Linked DNA regions of Mus musculus: region 1 is linked to region 2. A link is a contact called in public HiChIP or PLAC-seq data. All regions are on one chromosome and are shown on one strand. The core of a region is the stretch at or near the end of the contact, and the rest is flanking DNA. Distances in the headings are between cores, read along the strand shown.

Region 1 (3,932 bases), core at 708-3,207, 64 kb after region 2:
AGAAAACCTGAGGTCTCCTGGCAGAAAGGAATGCCCCTCACATTTTCTCATCTTTATTTCTCTGATAAAACCTTCACAGAGGTCCTGTGACCTCCAGAGAGGGCCTGTGACCTCAGGGCCAGGGCCAGGGCCAGGGCCAGTCTAGAGAATCTTCTACTTTTGTGTGCTTGGAAGATTTTCAGATTATTTTCAGAATTGATTGCAAAATGTGCTGAAGGCACATGCAAGACCAGATCTGGAAGACTGGGATCCCCTTTAAAGTCTGATCAATATGAAAAGCATATGCTGTCCCAGAATCAAGTCTAAATTACATCTTCACATCACAAGAACTTTCAAAGCTAATACAGATACCGTGAGCTTCCAGGGAGAGCTACCACTTTGCTGTGTAGATTTATAATGGTGCATCTCCAGGCCTGGGAAAGAAAGGACAGGATACTTCTTACATTCTGCTTAGTGTTCCAGGCTACTCACCACTGACAAGCAGAGTCTTTATAATGAAAGACAATTAAATACAGTTTATTTGCACCTTTTTTGAAATATGAAAATGTATCTTTTCATTGTTTTGAATTGTAATAAACTCCAGATTTGTTCTCCTAAACTGATATGACTTATAATAAAGTATACAACTGAGTGTGTATGAAGATTTTCAGTATTTATATAATGTAGATGTTAAACATCATACACACACACATATACATACATACATACATACATACATACATATGAAAGGTGATGCTAAATAGTAAGTTCAATGGGTATGACAGAGTGTCAGGGTTAGATGTCAATTTCCCAATGCTAAGGTGAGATGTCACAGAGGGTGACCCCCTTTGCGGTGTCAAGAAAACATGCTAAGCTTTCACAGAAAGAAAACACAGTATTATGGGACTTACCGATTGAATTCAGTGTGAACAAAGAGAGATTTTTCTAGTATAAGTTCACTGCCAATGTGGAAGCCTGTTTTTTTATAGTAAGGTTGAAATGTTGCTTGATAGGAGTTTTTTCAGGGTAGTTTCAGCAAAAGCAGTTTTGTAAAAGGATTGTGTGTGTATGTGTGTGTGTGTGTATACACATACAAACACAACATTACTAATACACATTAACTTAACTCAGGGATTAATTACTATCTTAGAATTCCCATACATAATCCAAAAAGCCACACATTTATTGTTTTATCTGTACAAATGACAGTGTATTTAGGCTGTCTTTCTTCAGCCATGTGAGAGCCAGGAGAGTTTTGTTGGTTTTTCCTTTTGAGACAGGGTCTCACTATGGAGCTCTGACTGTCCTGGAATTCACTATGTGGATCAGGCTAGCTGAGGACTCAGGTCCCCCTGCCTCTGCCACTGAAGTTCTGGGATCAAAGATGTGTACCACTATGCCTGACAGAAGGGAGTTTTGATGGAGATCGGAAACTGAAATTTTGTCTCTAAAATACTAACTTTAAGTATAAACCACTTACCTTTCACATCTTTGATAAAACAACACAAAAACTCATGTTCTCTTTTTAATTTTGAAAGAAACTTCTATTCCCTGAGCTTTGGTACTTGCTACTTCTTTTAAATGTATGTACGTATATTTAAATGCATATACATGATTATATTTTTATTTAATCTTTAAGCCTGGTAAACTATATACTACTTATAGAGTTTCTCTGATTGTTTAATACTTCTTCTCTCTTTAGCCTAAACTGCCACAATTATTTCAGATGGTAAAGCAGTCAGACCTTAACTATTTTTATGTTAGATTCATGATGGGGTCTCTATATGAGAGATGATACCAAGAAACATGACATTATTTACTCTTTAAATAAAAGTTAAAAAAATAATTATCACTCATGTCTTTGTATATGGTCTCTATACAAATGAAGGCTTCAGGCTAAGCCCCAGCAGTGTCCAAGGCTCTGTCCTGCCACTGAGATTGGGTTTGTTGGGGGTGAACAGATCCATAGACGCCTCCTCTGGGCCTCTGTATAATTATTGATGGATGGGCTTGCTGTTCAGTTGGTGTCTGTGAGCAGATGTGCATAATGTAATGAAAAATCCCATTGTACTTTGTGGTTTAGATTGAGGGTGTTAAAGGTAGTTTTTCATCTTCTACAATGCAACCTTAGTCTTAATAAGATACTTTGTAAGTCAGCTGAAAATGAAATCTGTTGGTTTGTAATTTAGTAGCTGGTAAGCATCATTTGGGAAGTGTGGTCTTATAATGCTGTGTTAGCTTAGACTGTTGTAACAAAATACAGCGGCTGGCTGAAATGTAGTCCTCTCTGCCCTGGAGGCAGCAAGCTCCTAATGAATGTCTGGCAGGCAGTACTGTCTGGTGAGGGCCCACTTCCCTCAGCAGACCATCTGCAGATGGCCACCTTTTACTGAATTCTCCACATGCTCTCTGTTCTGAGCATGTGCGTGGAGAGGAAGGAAGCTATAGAAAGGATCTGCCTCTGATGCAGTGACGTTGGGTCTTAAATTATCAGCATATCAGCTCAGGATAACACAAATCACTCCGTGGTAAACGTTTAGAAATTAAAAAGAATAGTGTTAATTCACTAGCTGTTGACCAATACGAACATGGGGTGACACAGTAAGGCCAAGTATCTCACTGGTGAGTGAGAACATGGGGCCCTCCGTGTAAAAGGCCTGGGGAATTTCTGTAGATTAAACAGCATTTGAGAGGTCTTTTCAGTGTAATAGCACTCAGAGTTATTAGGTAATAACCACATACACAAAAACGTGGAATACATTCTGCATGTCTGCCCAGTGCTATAATTGCTCATTCTTTATACCTGGGGGTGGGGGGAGAGGACCTGGGGGGGGGAGGACAGTGCAAGAGCCTGGGTAGCTCTTGCAGCTCACTCTACTGACTAGCTAGGTACCTCTGGGTTCATTACTGTACCCCACCAAAGTAGGCTCTGGAATGACACTTTCATGCGTTTGGGGGTGTGTATGTGTATCACAGTAGCTCAGATAGGATGGACATGATAGGAGTTGTCTTATACAGACAATCTGAAAGTAAGCCAGTCTTAACAGGACACCCATCTCAAAGCCAAAGGTGGCACTCATTGTCTCCCTCCAGTGGCCATGAAGGAGTGTGACAGACTTGCTTCCCAGTCACTGTTAGGAGAAGCATCCCAAAGTAACTCACTCTGCTCACAGCCCTACTGCTGGAGGCTAGCTATACAGGGGCTATTTTAAAAGAGGTTGGGTGAGAGCCACTGCCTCCAGCAAAGAGTCCCTGCTGCAAATGGTTATTAGAGCCATTTCAGCTCATCTGTGCTGAACTGTAAAGTAATAATGAGTTGTTTAGAATCAGCCATTTTACAGCCTATACTACGTTACCACTAAGTATGGGTCATGGTCTAATGGTGCGATGTTCACTTGGGAGCCTCAGAAATGCAGAGTTCCCTTCCACCCCCAGTCAGACGTACTGAGTCACAATCTGTGTTTTAGCAATTTGATGAGCTTGCCAGGTCCTTTGCAAATCTTTTAAGGCAGGCACCTGCTAGCTGTATTACATTGATTACTGACAAGTTGTACATGGATTAAATGAGATAATGTGTTCAAGTTACCTTAAGTCTGTCCCGAGCTTAGTAGCGTTATTTACACAGTCAGGTGTGAAGCAGGAAGAGGCTGCTCCCGAGCTTCCAAAACAGTAAAAATTGAGACTTACTGAACTTCTCAGATTTTTGACCTATTAAAAATAATATTTTATTTATTCTTTGAAAATATCATATATTAATATAGTGTATTTTGATCATATCTGTCACTGTTATGTTTTATAAAAAGATAAGGAGAGAAGAAATATGTTTTGTGGATGTGTAGTCAGGTTTGGGGGAAGGGGGTGCCTCTGCAGGCCCAAACTGAGGTATCCCTTCCCCCTGAGGGACCAGCCACAAGAGGGTATAGCATAGAATAGAGTTTATTCAAGGCACAGGG
Region 2 (4,148 bases), core at 912-3,411:
CAGCGTGGTGATAATTCGATAATATTATTAGCATCTGTTGTCATTAAAAGTTCCTTTCCCTAGATTTGGGCAAAGTCCTGCTCGAAGGGACGTATTTCCGATTATAGTCACGAGTGCAACACGAAGATAGCCATCTCCACTTTTTAAAAGTGGACAGACTTTGGACAGTATGTTCACACTGTTGTGTAGTCAGCCACATGGTCCATCTCCAGAGTTCCAGAACACTTTATCCTGAAGAACTTAAACTCTGCCCATTGGGCCTGACTCCTGGTTTCCTATTCTCAGTGCCACCCTTCTTTCTGTCTCTGTGGCTGTTCAAGGTGCCTGCTATAAGCAGAAGCATGTAGTATTTATCTCCAGGATAAGTATGTGGATAAGGACTTTATTCTAAACCAAGCATTTTACTTAATTTGTCAGCGGATTAGAAGGAGCAAGTTATCCCCGTTTGAAGGAAGGGAAGACAGGAAGAGGAGGTGGGGTTACCGGTTGGCAGTGGAGGAGCTGGGGTTTGAGTAGGTCTGGTCCTGGGTGCTGTTTTTGCCCCTCATCACACAGTAGTGGCAGCAAATTGAAACGTGAAAAGATGCTCATGCCACAGGCAAACTGGAATGCAATTTAAAAAGGGTTCATGCCTTCTGGTTTGTTCTAACACTTCCCCCACCTCACTTAATTTATTATACATCTTTCTAGGTCGAGGCGTATAGGAAGATGTACCTCATTCTGATTAATGACTCCATGTTTTGGAAATCTAATTTGTTAACCACCTCTTCTTTCCTAACAGTAGGGAAGAAAGCTTCAAGGGACATTTTTGTATGTGTACATTTGACTTGTTTTGTTTTTTTCAGGATAATGTTTAAATGGAATTTCTGGTTAAAGGGTACACATTTTCTGTTTGGTCTTGGAGCTAAAAGCTGACACACAACCCTCCAGTCAAGACCTTGCCAGAGGAAACCCCATGTGCTCAGTAATCAAGCCTGGCTCTGGATCATCAGTGATCAGATCATTAGAAAGCCCTAGAGAGGTTTCAGCTGGGCATGGCTGGCCTCAAGAGCCCAAATAATCAGCCAAATGTTTAACCCGCCACATCTGGCCAAATGGCCAAGAACTTGAGTGTTGCGATGTCTTTTCTCTGGCCAAGGAGAGGAAGTCGTGGCAGTGAAAATGAAGAGAGTTCTTTTGTATGAAGGCTATGATTTAATTTGTTATTTTTGACATTATTAGCTTGGTTCAATTACTAATTTTAATACACTTTTATAAGTAATATTAATAGAGAAAAATTATAAAAATGGAATATGATTTAAACTAGCAGATGTAATATATACATATGAATAATTATGTATTAATGCATAGACATATTGCACATGTATATAATTCCAGTATATGTTAGAAATACGTTGTTCCTTTAAATGCAGACCACTTGGTGGTAATGTTTTAAAGTGAAATTGCAATAAGTACAAATTTGAGAAGGTAAAATAGAAAAACGGAAGAATATTTTGGTGTAGTTAAAACATTTTCGGTGTAAGATTCTACCATTTTTACCACAGTTCTGGAGTCTCAGTGCATATACTCTGCTTGACTGTATTTGAAAGTTTCGTGTTAGTAGTGGATGCTAGATTAAGCTTCCTATATCCATTAATTTTTTTGTTTCTAATTTTCATAATGCCTCACTTGGTCCTCGTGTTCGAGGCATGGAAATCAAGACTTAGAGAATCTGAGAAACTTATCCCCAAACAAGGGACGTGTATAACCATGAGGAGCGATCATGATCGAGTGATGATCCTGATCATCCACGCTCCCCCCTGGATGCCTCTTGCTGCTTTCTGGACGTGGCTGCTGCATGCTAGTGGCCACCTCTTAACATGAGAGTTTAGCCATACAGTCGTGCAAGCATCTTACCCTTGGTGGGCTCTGGTGAAGGCCCGTGAAACCGGCAGTTATCACACCTCATGGGCAGTGTTATTAATTTGCCAAAACATTCATTGAGAAAAATGTGGTTTCCACAGTAGACCTTTCCCAGCTGACGCTTAAATAGTATCATTTTAACTACAAGCTATTAAAGTGTCCTCAGTCAAAGATTTGCTTTCCCTGGAAACGGCGTCCCCTGGTTTAATTTCATCGTTACAAAGATGGATGAGAGCAGATTCTAGAGACCTTTTGCAAGTTTGGAATGCGTGAATGATGAAAGTTACAACAAAGGAGTGGCAGTCCCCTGGAGCTTTTAGACAAGGCTGCCGTGGGTGGAGAAATAAACATACTTTATGAACAAACAGGTTCTGCACACAGAGGCCCTAAGGCTGGGATTTAAATGTTGAAAGAAGGGTATCCGATGAGAAAATATCAAGATTAAGGTATTAAAACTTACAAAAGGAAAGCTACCAGTTCTTGACGGCCTTAAACTAGGTGTCACAAAATATATGGCAGTTCTGGTAAGTTTCGATTCAGGAGGGGGAAGATACGAGAATAAAATCGATGTCCTAAGTTACCACTGAGTATTTTATTGGGTTCTAGCTTTACAAAGGCCATGGCCCTCAAACGAACAGTGTTAGTACGAGGGGGATGTGGTGGAGGAAGTGTCACTTCAGATAGGCCAGGAAAGAAATGTTCTCACCAGCAGAATGCGGAACATAGGTAGGGAGTATATTACTGCCGAGGTCAGAGCACAGAGGGCAGAGAGGCCCTCCATCAGGACAGTGTGAGAAAGCCTGTTGTTGGGTGGAGTTCAGACATGGGGAAGAGAGAACTGGTTAGAAAGCCGACCAAGCTGCGTAGAGCTCTGAATCTTGTAACAGAAGCTTAATCAGGATGCAGTGTTTGTGGTAGAGCGTGGGAGCAGGATTTGATGGCGTGACACTTCACGGTCAGCCTGATTGCAGCGTGCAGCATGAAAGTGTGGTTTGAGGCTGGTGTCTGCAGAAACGTTGCAGGTGAAATGTTGGCTACAGTAGGGTGGAGGCATTTCAGGCATGCTAGAGTTCTTTGTTCATGACCCCTTCTTTTTTTTTTTTTTTAAAGCAGAGTGGAGTAGATGCTCCTTAGCTTTGTGCTACTAGGAGTAGAAGGGTATTATGACAAAAATGTGTTTCTTGAACAGCTTCAGGAAACTTGGGGTATCATGTGTACTTGTTCCTATTGAGGCTTTAGCAAATGAAGAGAGAGTAGTGTAAGTCAATCCCTATCTATTATCTTATTGTTCTGAAAGCCAGAAGGTCTGCTTTCACTGGGATAAGCTCAGGGTGTCCGTGGGTTACACTGCTTCTGTGGCCAGAGGGTTCTAGCTGCTATAGGCTGCCAGCACTCCTTGTTTTTTTTTTTTTTTTTTTAATCATTGTTTTCTTTTTTTTCCATTTTTTATTAGGTATATAGCTCATTTACATTTCCAATGCTATACCAAAAGTCCCCCATACCCACCCACCCCCCCTCCCCTACCCACCCACTCCCCCTTTTTGGCCCTGGCGTTCCCCTGTACTGGGGCTTTATTGATACTCTTCTGCTAAGGCCCACATTTAGGCAACTACTGAGATGTCTAAAACCTTTGGGTCTATTTCTCCTCTCCTCTCTAAAACCTTTGGGTCTATTTCTCCTCTCCTCTCCCCTCCCCTCCCTTCCCCCTCCCCCTCCTCTTCCCCCTCCCCTCTCCCTCCCCTCCCCCTCCCCTCTCCCTCCTCCCCCCCTCCCCTCTCCTCTCCTGACTCCAACTTTCTGGCCTTCCTGCCTTCTCTTCAGTGACCCCTGTGATTATATTGGGCCCACCAAGAATATCCAAGATACTCCCTCACCTCAAAGATCATAGCAGCCATGTAAGGTTACCCACTGCCCCCTGTTTTTAAAACAGCATCTCTCATTGGCCTAGAACTCACCAAGGAGACTGGGTGGGCAGCCCAGTTAGCTCCAGGGATCTGCCTAGCTCTAGTGTGTTAACTGCATACCACCATGTCCAGCCGTTGTTTTCTGAGTTCTGCAGAGCGAACTCAAGGGTAGGAGGTGAGCATTTATCACCTGAGGCATCTATTCCCTTGTACTCTCTCCTTTCATCATCCAATCGTGTTCTTACAAGCCCCACTGAGTGAAGTTCAGGCTTGTCTATTCAGTGCGAGGATGAAGAAGTAAGGTATTAAAGCTAATAGAAGAATAAAAGCTACAGAAGAGTC

What was found. HiChIP or PLAC-seq counts read pairs in DNA pulled down with a chosen protein or histone mark.
Region 1: a contact with region 2 is called in an H3K27ac HiChIP or PLAC-seq map of the HPC-7 cell line, with 6 times the contacts expected there. The contact joins two enhancer-like sites. A contact is called at or near these places in 1 of 15 datasets of contacts at CTCF or cohesin (the G1E-ER4 cell line), 9 of 484 Hi-C or Micro-C datasets (the G1E-ER4 cell line, the HPC-7 cell line, cerebral cortex and 5 more) and 3 of 115 datasets of contacts at active chromatin or transcription factors (the HPC-7 cell line, embryonic stem cells and intestinal villus epithelium).

Annotation. Positions count from the first base shown.
Region 1 is chr2:69,040,579-69,044,510 of GRCm38.p6, forward strand. The region is part of intron 4 of Cers6 (ceramide synthase 6); the gene reads left to right. Among named protein-coding and RNA genes, the nearest start is that of Gm52515, 74 kb to the left of the region's middle. Within about 2 kb of position 1,958, at least 40 of the 459 cell types and tissues checked have an H3K27ac peak or open chromatin away from gene starts, as enhancers often do. A contact at or near this core is called in the G1E-ER4 cell line and the HPC-7 cell line, where this site is marked.
Region 2 is chr2:68,976,185-68,980,332 of GRCm38.p6, forward strand. The region is part of intron 3 of Cers6 (ceramide synthase 6); the gene reads left to right. Among named protein-coding and RNA genes, the nearest start is that of Gm52515, 10 kb to the left of the region's middle. Within about 2 kb of position 2,162, at least 58 of the 459 cell types and tissues checked have an H3K27ac peak or open chromatin away from gene starts, as enhancers often do. A contact at or near this core is called in the G1E-ER4 cell line and the HPC-7 cell line, where this site is marked.